Linked DNA regions of Mus musculus: region 2 is linked to region 1. Evidence: chromatin contacts called from public HiChIP or PLAC-seq data. All regions are on one chromosome and are shown on one strand. The core of a region is the stretch at or near the end of the contact, and the rest is flanking DNA. Distances in the headings are between cores, read along the strand shown. Region 1 overlaps Gm46281 (a long non-coding RNA gene). Region 2 has its middle 25 kb from the start of Gm51894.

Region 1 (4,249 bases), core at 1,665-4,164:
CGTGTGCCCTCTACAGGTCTTGCCTCACCACCTGTCTTTCCTCAGTCCATGAGTGTTGCCTTAGCAAAACTCCACGTGCGTCTTTATCTGACATCGTTCTATCGGTCAGAGTCTTTGGAAGAGGCAAGAAGCCGCAGGAATCTCTCCATTTATTTCTCTCTATGAGTCTTGACCATTGGAGCTCAACAACGCATGTAAAGTGAACCAATACATGTGTGTCATTATCGAAGAATCCTTCATCATGTGTCCTTTCATGTGCTTGCTTTAGCAAAACATTCTTCCACCTGTGTCTGCTTCAGCGAAACGTTCCTTCACATGTCTGACTCCACCCAACACAACTGACTTTCCAAAGAACTGTTAAGTTTCCACTTCCCAGGGTGGGGGTACATGCATGATGTGTATGGAGGTCAAAGGACAACTTGTGGGAGTTGGTTCCGTCTTTTCACAGTGTAAGCTAAGGAAGCGCCGGTCATCGGTCATTGGCTTGGCAGCAAACACACTGAGATAGCTCTTTCTAGCCCAACCCTCAGCTTTTCTTTCCTCCTCCCCTTCCTTCCTCCTCCTCCTCCTCTCTTCTTTGTCTTCTCCTTTCTCCCATCTCAGGCTTGGAGATAGAAGTTTCTGATCTGGATCTTGGTATGGAGATCTTAAGGCTTAGTGGCTATGGATTCCAGAAGATTAAATCTCCGAGTTCAAGGTCATCTGGATTGAAAGGTGTGGTGGAGCACACCTTTAATCTGGGCTACACCTTCTGCTGGAGACAATATAAGGACATTGGAAGAAGGGAGTCTTGCTCTTGCTCCTTCCCCTGCTTGCCGTGTGAGATTGAGTAACTGCTAGATCCTTGGACTTCCATTAACAGCTACTACTGAACCATTGTTGGGAATTGGGCTGCCGACTGTAAGTCATCAATAAACTCCTTTACTATATAGAGACTACCCATAAGTTCTGTGACTCTAGAGAACCCTGACTAATACAGATGGACTCTCAGTATCTCACCTATAGAGTTTAGGTTTTCCTCAACTCATCCTGCCTCAGCCACTTAAATGCTGAGATTATAGGTTTGAGCCACGATCCGATTCCAGGTGCCAGGAAGGATTTTCTAATAGACATTATAGTAGACCTAGCTTAGTTTTCTTAACTCCATATGGACAGCTTGTTTGAATATCCTATTAAACACACACACACACACACACACACACACACACACACACACACACAAAGAGAGTACAGGCACTTGCTGCCAACCCCCCCCCCACACACACACACAGAGTACAGGCACTTGCTGCCAACCCCCCCCCCCACATATATAGAGTGTAAAGATACTTACTATCAAACTTACATGCCCCTCCCCCCCACTGGAAAGGCACTTGCTACCAAACCTCTCTCTTTCTCTCTCTCTCTCTCTCTCACACACACACACACACACACCAGTATAAAGGTACTTGCTACCAAACCACACACACACACCATACACAACATACACACAACATACACACACACATACACAACACACACACACACACACACACACACACACACACACACACACACACAGTAGAAAGGTACTTGCTTTGATCTGACAGCCCAAGTTTGATCCTCAGAACCCACATGGTGGAAGGAGAGAACTCATTCCCCGTTGTTGTCTTCTGACCTCTGTATCCATATTTATACACATACATGCACACATCACCAATAATTAGGTATAAGTTTTTATTATTTTTATTTGTTTTGTATGTGTGGTATGTATGAGTTCATGTACACACATGTACATATGTGCACATGGAGACAGACAAGTGGTTGATGTCAGTTGTCTTCCTCAATCACTTTCCACCTCATTTTATTTAATTAGTTTCCATTTTTTATTATGGGGAAGCCGCGTGTGCTACGGAGTGCATGTGGAGGTCAGGGGATAGCTCTGTGGAGTTGGCTCTCTCCTTCACGTGGGTTCTGGGAATCAAACTCCAGCCGTCAGGCTTGGCAGCAGGTGGCTCTGCCTCCTTGGCCACCTCACCAGCCCTCTGCCTCAGCCACCTCACCAGCCCTCTGCCTCAGCCACCTCACCAGCCCTCTGCCTCAGCCACCTCACCAGCCCTCTGCCTCAGCCACCTCACCAGCCCTCTGCCTTGGCTCTCAGACAGTATTTCTTTCCCCCTGAACCTGGAGTTCACTGGTCAGCCAGTCTAGCTGAACCACTGAGCTCCAGGATCTGTATGTCCTTACCTCAGTGCTGGAGGCACAGTTGGTCCTGCCTTACCCAGCTGTTACATGGATGCTAGAGACTTAAGTCAGGGCCTTGAGCTTGCAAGCACTTTACCAACTGAGCCATCTTCCCAGCTCCAAATGATTTCTTGTTGATGGTGGCTTGCTTTCCTGTTTATTTTAGACAGGGTTTGGCCAGACCAGGCCAGCCTCAAATCTGCAGTGACCTCCACTGGGGGTCAAGCTCAGGTGGCCTGGCGTGAGTAGTGCTTTGACTTGAGCCATCTCCCCTCTCCTAGACTCAGCGGTAGCAACACAGCTGTCAGCAACTCCAGGCTGACACTCTCCTACCTTCAAGCCCTGGTGAATGCCTTCCTAGCTGTCCAAATATCCACGACTAGCTCTGATTGGACCACAGGGTTTGGCATGGGAATCACAGACATCTCCAAACCAGCCACTGTACAGCTCCGCCCAGTTCCCAAGGCGTTCTGAAGCCCAGTATTGAGCACAATGCCCTCTGCACCATCTGGAAGGCTCCCTGCAGCTGAGCACCCTGCAGAAAGTGCTTTGCAGTTTTGCACTATGAATAAGGCGCTATACAGCTCCACGTGTAGGTAAACTCTCTGCATCTCAGCATGGTGCACAGGGCGCTCTGCAGCTCGGCAGATGCTCAACTCCGCTAAGATGCTTGTGGTTTGAATAGGTTTGACTCTCATAGACTCATGTGTTTGAATGCTTGACTCACAGGGAGTGACTTTATTAGGTGATGTGTGTCATTGTTGGAGTAAGTATGGCCTTGATGGAGGGGGTGTGTCACAGAGGGGGTGAACTTTGAGGTCTCCTATATATGCTCAAGTCTGGCCAGACTGAGCTTTCTGGCTGCCTTTGGATCAAGATGTAGAACTCTCAGCTCTTCCAGTACCATGCCCTGCTTCCTGGCATGATGATGATAATGGAGCAAACCTCTGAAAGTGTGAACTGGCCCCAATGAAATGTTGTCCTTTATAAAAGTTGCCCTGGTCACCGTGTCTCTTCACAGCATCGGAAACCCTAACTAAGACAATGCTCAATAGCTCTGTCCATAGGCGAGATGCAGCTCTGCTGGGATGGGCATGGCTCACGTGTGACTCTCATGCCAGAGAGTTCACCCCACCTTAAGCACGGGAGCAGGAAGTGTTGAGAGTAATAGTTGCCCAGGTAAAAGTGGGATGCCAGGGACTGACCGGAGAGATCACAAACTGCTCTGCAAGAGGACCCGAGTACAGTTTCCAGAACTGCACCCAGCCCCTCACAACGCCCTGCACCCGAAGCTCTAGGCCTATCTGATGCTTCTGGCCTCTCATGGGTACCTGCCCTCAAGTGCACATGCACACATGCACACACACACACAATTAAAAAGTAACAAAGATAAATTTTTTTAATAATTTTTTTTTAAAGTAAATTGGAGCTTGCTCCATCCCCTCCACGCATTGACCTGGCATTGCAGTACCTCCAGGAACGGTGCACCCCCTCCAGGGAATAAGAGCAGTCTGAAAAGTAGACTTCAGAAGCAGCCTTCTCTCTTGTCTGTGGCTCTTGCTCCACTTTCACTCTTTCCTGCCCACCAGGCTTCTTGATAGCCTATCTGTTTCTGTCGTTACTCTCTTGGTCTGCAGTGATTGACGCCTGTTACTATTTTCTGAGGCATAGACTGTTGTTGTTGCACCTTAGTCACCCTAAGATTTAAATGTCCTCTGCCAGGCAGTGGTGGCACACACCTTTAGTCTCAGCACTTGGGAAGCAGAGGCAGGTGGATTTCTGAGTTCGAAGCCAGCCTGGTCTACAGAGTGAGTTCCAGGACAGCCAGGGCTATACAGAGAAATCCTGTCTCAAAAAACAAAACAAAACAAGTAAATCAGAATGCTGTTACCAGAAGAGGGGGAATGGAAACTATGCAAGGAAACTAAATTATCAACAGGGGACAGGTGAATGTGGACCAAGTCTTCTGTTTGGAATCCGTGTACTGCTGGGCAGTGGTGGCGCACGCCTTTAATCCCAGCACTTGGGA
Region 2 (4,415 bases), core at 1,729-4,228, 440 kb after region 1:
GATAAAGATGTAGATTTCTCGGCTCCTCCAGCACTGTGTCTGCCTTCGCACTGCCATGCTTTCAGCTGAGAGACCAGACCAACTCCATCTTGGGTTCAGGCTCCATCTTAGAGAACCTGACCTAAGACTGAACTCAAGTTAACCACCAGGCCTGCACCTAGCACTGGTCTCCAGGTCACTCCCTAACAAGCACCAATCAGGAGCAATGCAGAAGTTGTACCTAAAGATCTTTACCTATGAAAGTTTATGGTTTGGCTCCTAACACCAGCCAATCATTTCAAAGGGCAACAAATTCCATAGTACCCCGCCACACATAACCAGATGTGTGTCATGCTGGATACCTCCTTGCCTGCTTGCTTGCCTCTATAAATGCTTGCTTGAAACTGGACTCGAGGGTTTACTCCCCCCCACCCCCCGTCCTGCCGTATCAGTGACAATGGTGTGGCCCAAGCTTGAGCTTGAATAAAGACCCCTGTGTATATTGCATCAGAGTCGGCTCCTTGGTGGTCTTTTGGGGCTCACAAAATGGGCCATGAATTATGGACTGAACCTCTGAAACTGTAAGCCAGCCCCCAAAGAAATGCTTTCCTTTATAAGAGTAGCCTTGGCCATGGTGTCTCTTCACAGCAACGGAAACCCTAACTAAGACAACCAAATTAGCAAGAAAATCCATATTGCTTTGGATGATACCAAGAGAGAAAACTGTTAAAATGCAAGCAGAGAGTCCAGAGCTGGCAAGATGGCTTCAAGATGGTGGTTGTCACAGGCTGGAGAGACAGCTCAGAGGTTAAGGGTACTTGTTGTTCTTGCAAAGGACCAGATTCAATTCTCAGCACCTATAGAGAGGCTCACAACCATCTGTAACTCCAGTTCCAGTGAGCCTAATGCCCTCTTCTGTCCCGGTCCATAGCCACTGGGCATGTGCACAGTGTACACACATACACATGCATACATGCATGCATACATACATACATACAGGTAAACACTTATACACATAAAATATGTAAAAAAAATTCTAGCTGGTTCTGGTGGAACATTCCTTTAATTTAGAACTTGGAGGCAGAGGAATTCACAGATGAATTTCTGTGAGTTCAAGGCCAGCCTGGTCTACATAGTGAGACCCCATCTTAAAAACAACCAAACACACAGACACACACACACACACACACACACACACACAACCAGAGTGGGGGGAATGGCTAGAGAATTGGCTCAGTAGTCAACAGCACTTGTTTTTGTTGTTATTGTTGCTGAGAGAGAGAGAGTGAGAACAATTAACAAAAAGTGAACAAATGAACTAAATAATATAAGAGAAAGATGCACGGTCCCAGTGAGAGGCTCAGCAGGTAAAGGTGCTTGTTATTCAAGCCTGGAGACTGGAGTTCAAGCCCCGGAACCGATTTTTTAAAAAGGATGGAGGGAAGGGACATCACAAACTCATCCTTTGTCTTCCAAGTTGCATGGTGTCGCATGCCTTCCCGCACTGAGAGGAAACATCCGGGTGTGGTGGCTTGTGCCTATAATCCCAGCACTTGGGAGGCTAAGGCAGGAGGATTACTGCGGGTTCCTGGCTCACACATCTGTAATCCCAGCACGGGGATCACCCTGAGTTGGAGGTGAGCCTGAGCTACATAAGGAGTTCCTGGGCTGCAAAGTGAGAGCTTGTCTCAAGAAACAAATCAAAAAGGGGAAGGGAAGTGGAGGGGAGGGGAGGGGGAGGGAGAAGGTGTCAGATACTTTGACTGGGAGAGTGGCTTTCTGGTTTCCTGGGTGCACCGACCTCAGTGCATTTAGTCCTGTGTTTCCCGAGGATCTTCCCGATGCCAGGCACTGTGCCAACCGGGAGAGCGGTTGGGTTGCTCTGGGATAATGTGAACTGAGCATCCTGGCACGGAAGCCCCGGGTCAGCTGCGGCTCAGTGGTGACCCTGTGATCATTATGTTCATATCTCTCTATTGGTTTCTAAGACATGGCATTGAGCGTTCCGCTGCGGAGGTACAGGGCCGGGCTCTCATTAGTCCTGCTTGGTTGTACCTGAGGCATGCTCATTAGTCTGTGTTTGGCTGTTCCCTGCGGTTGCTAAGGCTCCCAGCCCAGAGTGTAAACAAATCATCACTAGCAGAACCCTGGGTGAGAGGCCCTCTGTGCAGCAGTGCAGGCCTTGCCGGGGTCAGGAGGAGGCATCCCAAGGAGACACACAGTCTCCCTGGTCCTCTGCCCAAGCTGAGCTCTGGCCCTCATTCCTTCCTGAGTGTGCCTCTCCGCATCCACTTCAGCCACACAATCAAACATTTCTAACAAAAAGAAGAACCTGATGTGACATCACATTTAGGGAGTGTGTAAATTTGCTGTTATGAAGCTGTGGTCCTGAGCTTAAAGGAACTTTGTTGGGGGTAGAATGCAGTTGGCTTCGTTTTATCAGTGTGAGAGTTCTCTGAACATTCTAGAAGCCCTTGATGCCTTGGCTAAGCATATGCGAGAGCTCAGAAGGCCTGTGGTACCATGTCTGTTTGGCCTCAGAGGTGGTACATTGGCCTCTGACCTCGTGCTCTTAAACAAGGCAGTTCCACGTCCTGGAATATCTTGGGGGGCAAAGAAGCAGCACCCCAAGAGGCCACCCACTGCAGCACAAAGCATTCTGTCACTGCAATCTCCTTAGCTGAAGTGGGAAGACTCTGGCTTTGAAATTTCACTAGGCTCCCAGTAAAGCCAGTTTCCTTCTGGTCTGAGGCCGAGGAAGTCCTGTGTCAGAGCATGTCCAAGCCTAGGCGTTGGCACTACAGCCTGGCGGCTGGTGGGAGAGAAGCCATAAGAGGGCCCTACAGTGTGCAGGCCTGTCTGGACCATTCTTTTCCCATGGCCCCAAGCCTAAAGCTCCGGAGTTCCCTGCCAGCGTTGCCGCCTCACAGGCTGGCACCGCCTGCTCATGTGGAAGGCCTATAATTTGTGACTCATGGCCTGTCGCCGACTAGGTGTTGGCAAGCTCAGTGCCCGGAAGCACTGACTCACCAGGCTGGTCTGTGCCCGCAGCCTCCTCATGGGCATCGGGAGTAGTAAGGTCCACCAGGAGTTGCTAAGGACAGCTAGTTTAGCCCTTGAGAAGGGCGAAGGTGAGAGGCAGGACTGTCTCTGGGGCTTGGATACCAGTCAGAGGTTATTGAAACCCAAAACATTGGTGCTGTGTCAGGTATGAAAGCTTTCATCTCAGGAAGGCTCACGAAGGCCTTGACACCCATCGGCTTGTATTATAATCATAAAAAAGTGTCACGGGGGGAGGGGGCTGGTGAGATGGCTCAGCGTGATCTTCTGAAAGTCCTTAGTTCAAATCCCAGCAACCACATGGTGGCTCACAACCATCCGTAAGGAGATCTGACTCCCTCTTCTGGAGTGTCTGAAGACAGCTACAGTATACTAACATATAATAAATAAGTAAATAAATCTTTAAAAAAGAAGTGTCATGGGTTGGTCTCATGCTGCCTTCATTCAAATGCTAAATTCTGTACCCCAAGATCAGGTTGCTCCAAGACAAGCAGATCTTCATGTATACCAGCTTTTGTTGTGTAAACCTTGCCCCCCCCCAAGTTATCCATGATTGGTTAATAAAGATGCCTACAGCTTATAGCTGGGCGGAAAAGAGGTAGGCAGGGCTGAAGGGTCCCAGGCTTAGAGTCTCAGGGAGAGACCATGAGGAGAGAGAGAAAAGGACACTGGAGAAGAAGGAAGTCATCGTGGGATAGGTAGGCGGGTCATGAGCACGTGGACATGAGGGCCGGGACAGTTGGAGTAGGAGCGGCCCAGGAGGAACATGACGAGCGATATCTCAGGGTTATTGACAGAAAAGCAGCCAAAATAATAGCACAGAGAGCTGACGTCTGCCCAGCTCTGGTGCTTTAAGGCTTATTATAAATATAAAGGTTTGTGTCTTTTATTTGGGAACTAAATGATCTAAGACGGGGTAGGAGCCCCCAAATAATATTTACCACAACACTGAAGACACATTAAAGCAGTGTTTTTCAGCCGGTGGGTCATGACCCCTTTGAGAGAGGTCACCTAAGACCATTGGGAAGCACAGATATTCACATTACGATTCATAATAGTAACAAAATGACAGTTATGAAGTAGCAATGAAATAATTTTACTGTTGGAGGTCACCACAACATGAGGAACTGCATTAAAGGGTCGCAGCATGGGAGGTTTGAGAACCTCTGCATTAAAGGAATTCTTTTCCCTTATGGTCAAGACAATGAAAGCTCTGGCCTGGGTTTTTTACTTTTTTTTTTTTTTTACTGGGTTTTTTACTCGTTTTTTTTTACATTTACTTCAACAGATTAGTCATTGGCTAAAGGGCCACCCCTCTGGAAGATGGGGCTACCCTTTAGGAGTGTGGATTTACCCTGGCCACACTAAAGAGATAG

Evidence for each region. HiChIP or PLAC-seq counts read pairs in DNA pulled down with a chosen protein or histone mark.
Region 2: a FOXA1 HiChIP or PLAC-seq map of pancreatic cancer cells shows a contact between it and region 1. The contact joins two enhancer-like sites. A contact is called at or near these places in 1 of 15 datasets of contacts at CTCF or cohesin (the NIH/3T3 cell line) and 3 of 115 datasets of contacts at active chromatin or transcription factors (double positive thymocytes, embryonic stem cells and pancreatic cancer cells).

What each region holds. Positions count from the first base shown.
Region 1 is chr11:51,890,052-51,894,300 of GRCm38.p6, forward strand. It overlaps Gm46281 (a long non-coding RNA gene), which reads left to right. Exons shown (of 2, transcript XR_001780207.1): 2 at 17-229. Among named protein-coding and RNA genes, the nearest start is that of Gm46281, 3.1 kb to the left of the region's middle. Within about 2 kb of position 2,915, at least 12 of the 459 cell types and tissues checked have an H3K27ac peak or open chromatin away from gene starts, as enhancers often do. A contact at or near this core is called in pancreatic cancer cells, where this site is marked.
Region 2 is chr11:52,330,908-52,335,322 of GRCm38.p6, forward strand. No RefSeq gene overlaps it. Among named protein-coding and RNA genes, the nearest start is that of Gm51894, 25 kb to the right of the region's middle. Within about 2 kb of position 2,979, at least 145 of the 459 cell types and tissues checked have an H3K27ac peak or open chromatin away from gene starts, as enhancers often do. A contact at or near this core is called in pancreatic cancer cells, where this site is marked.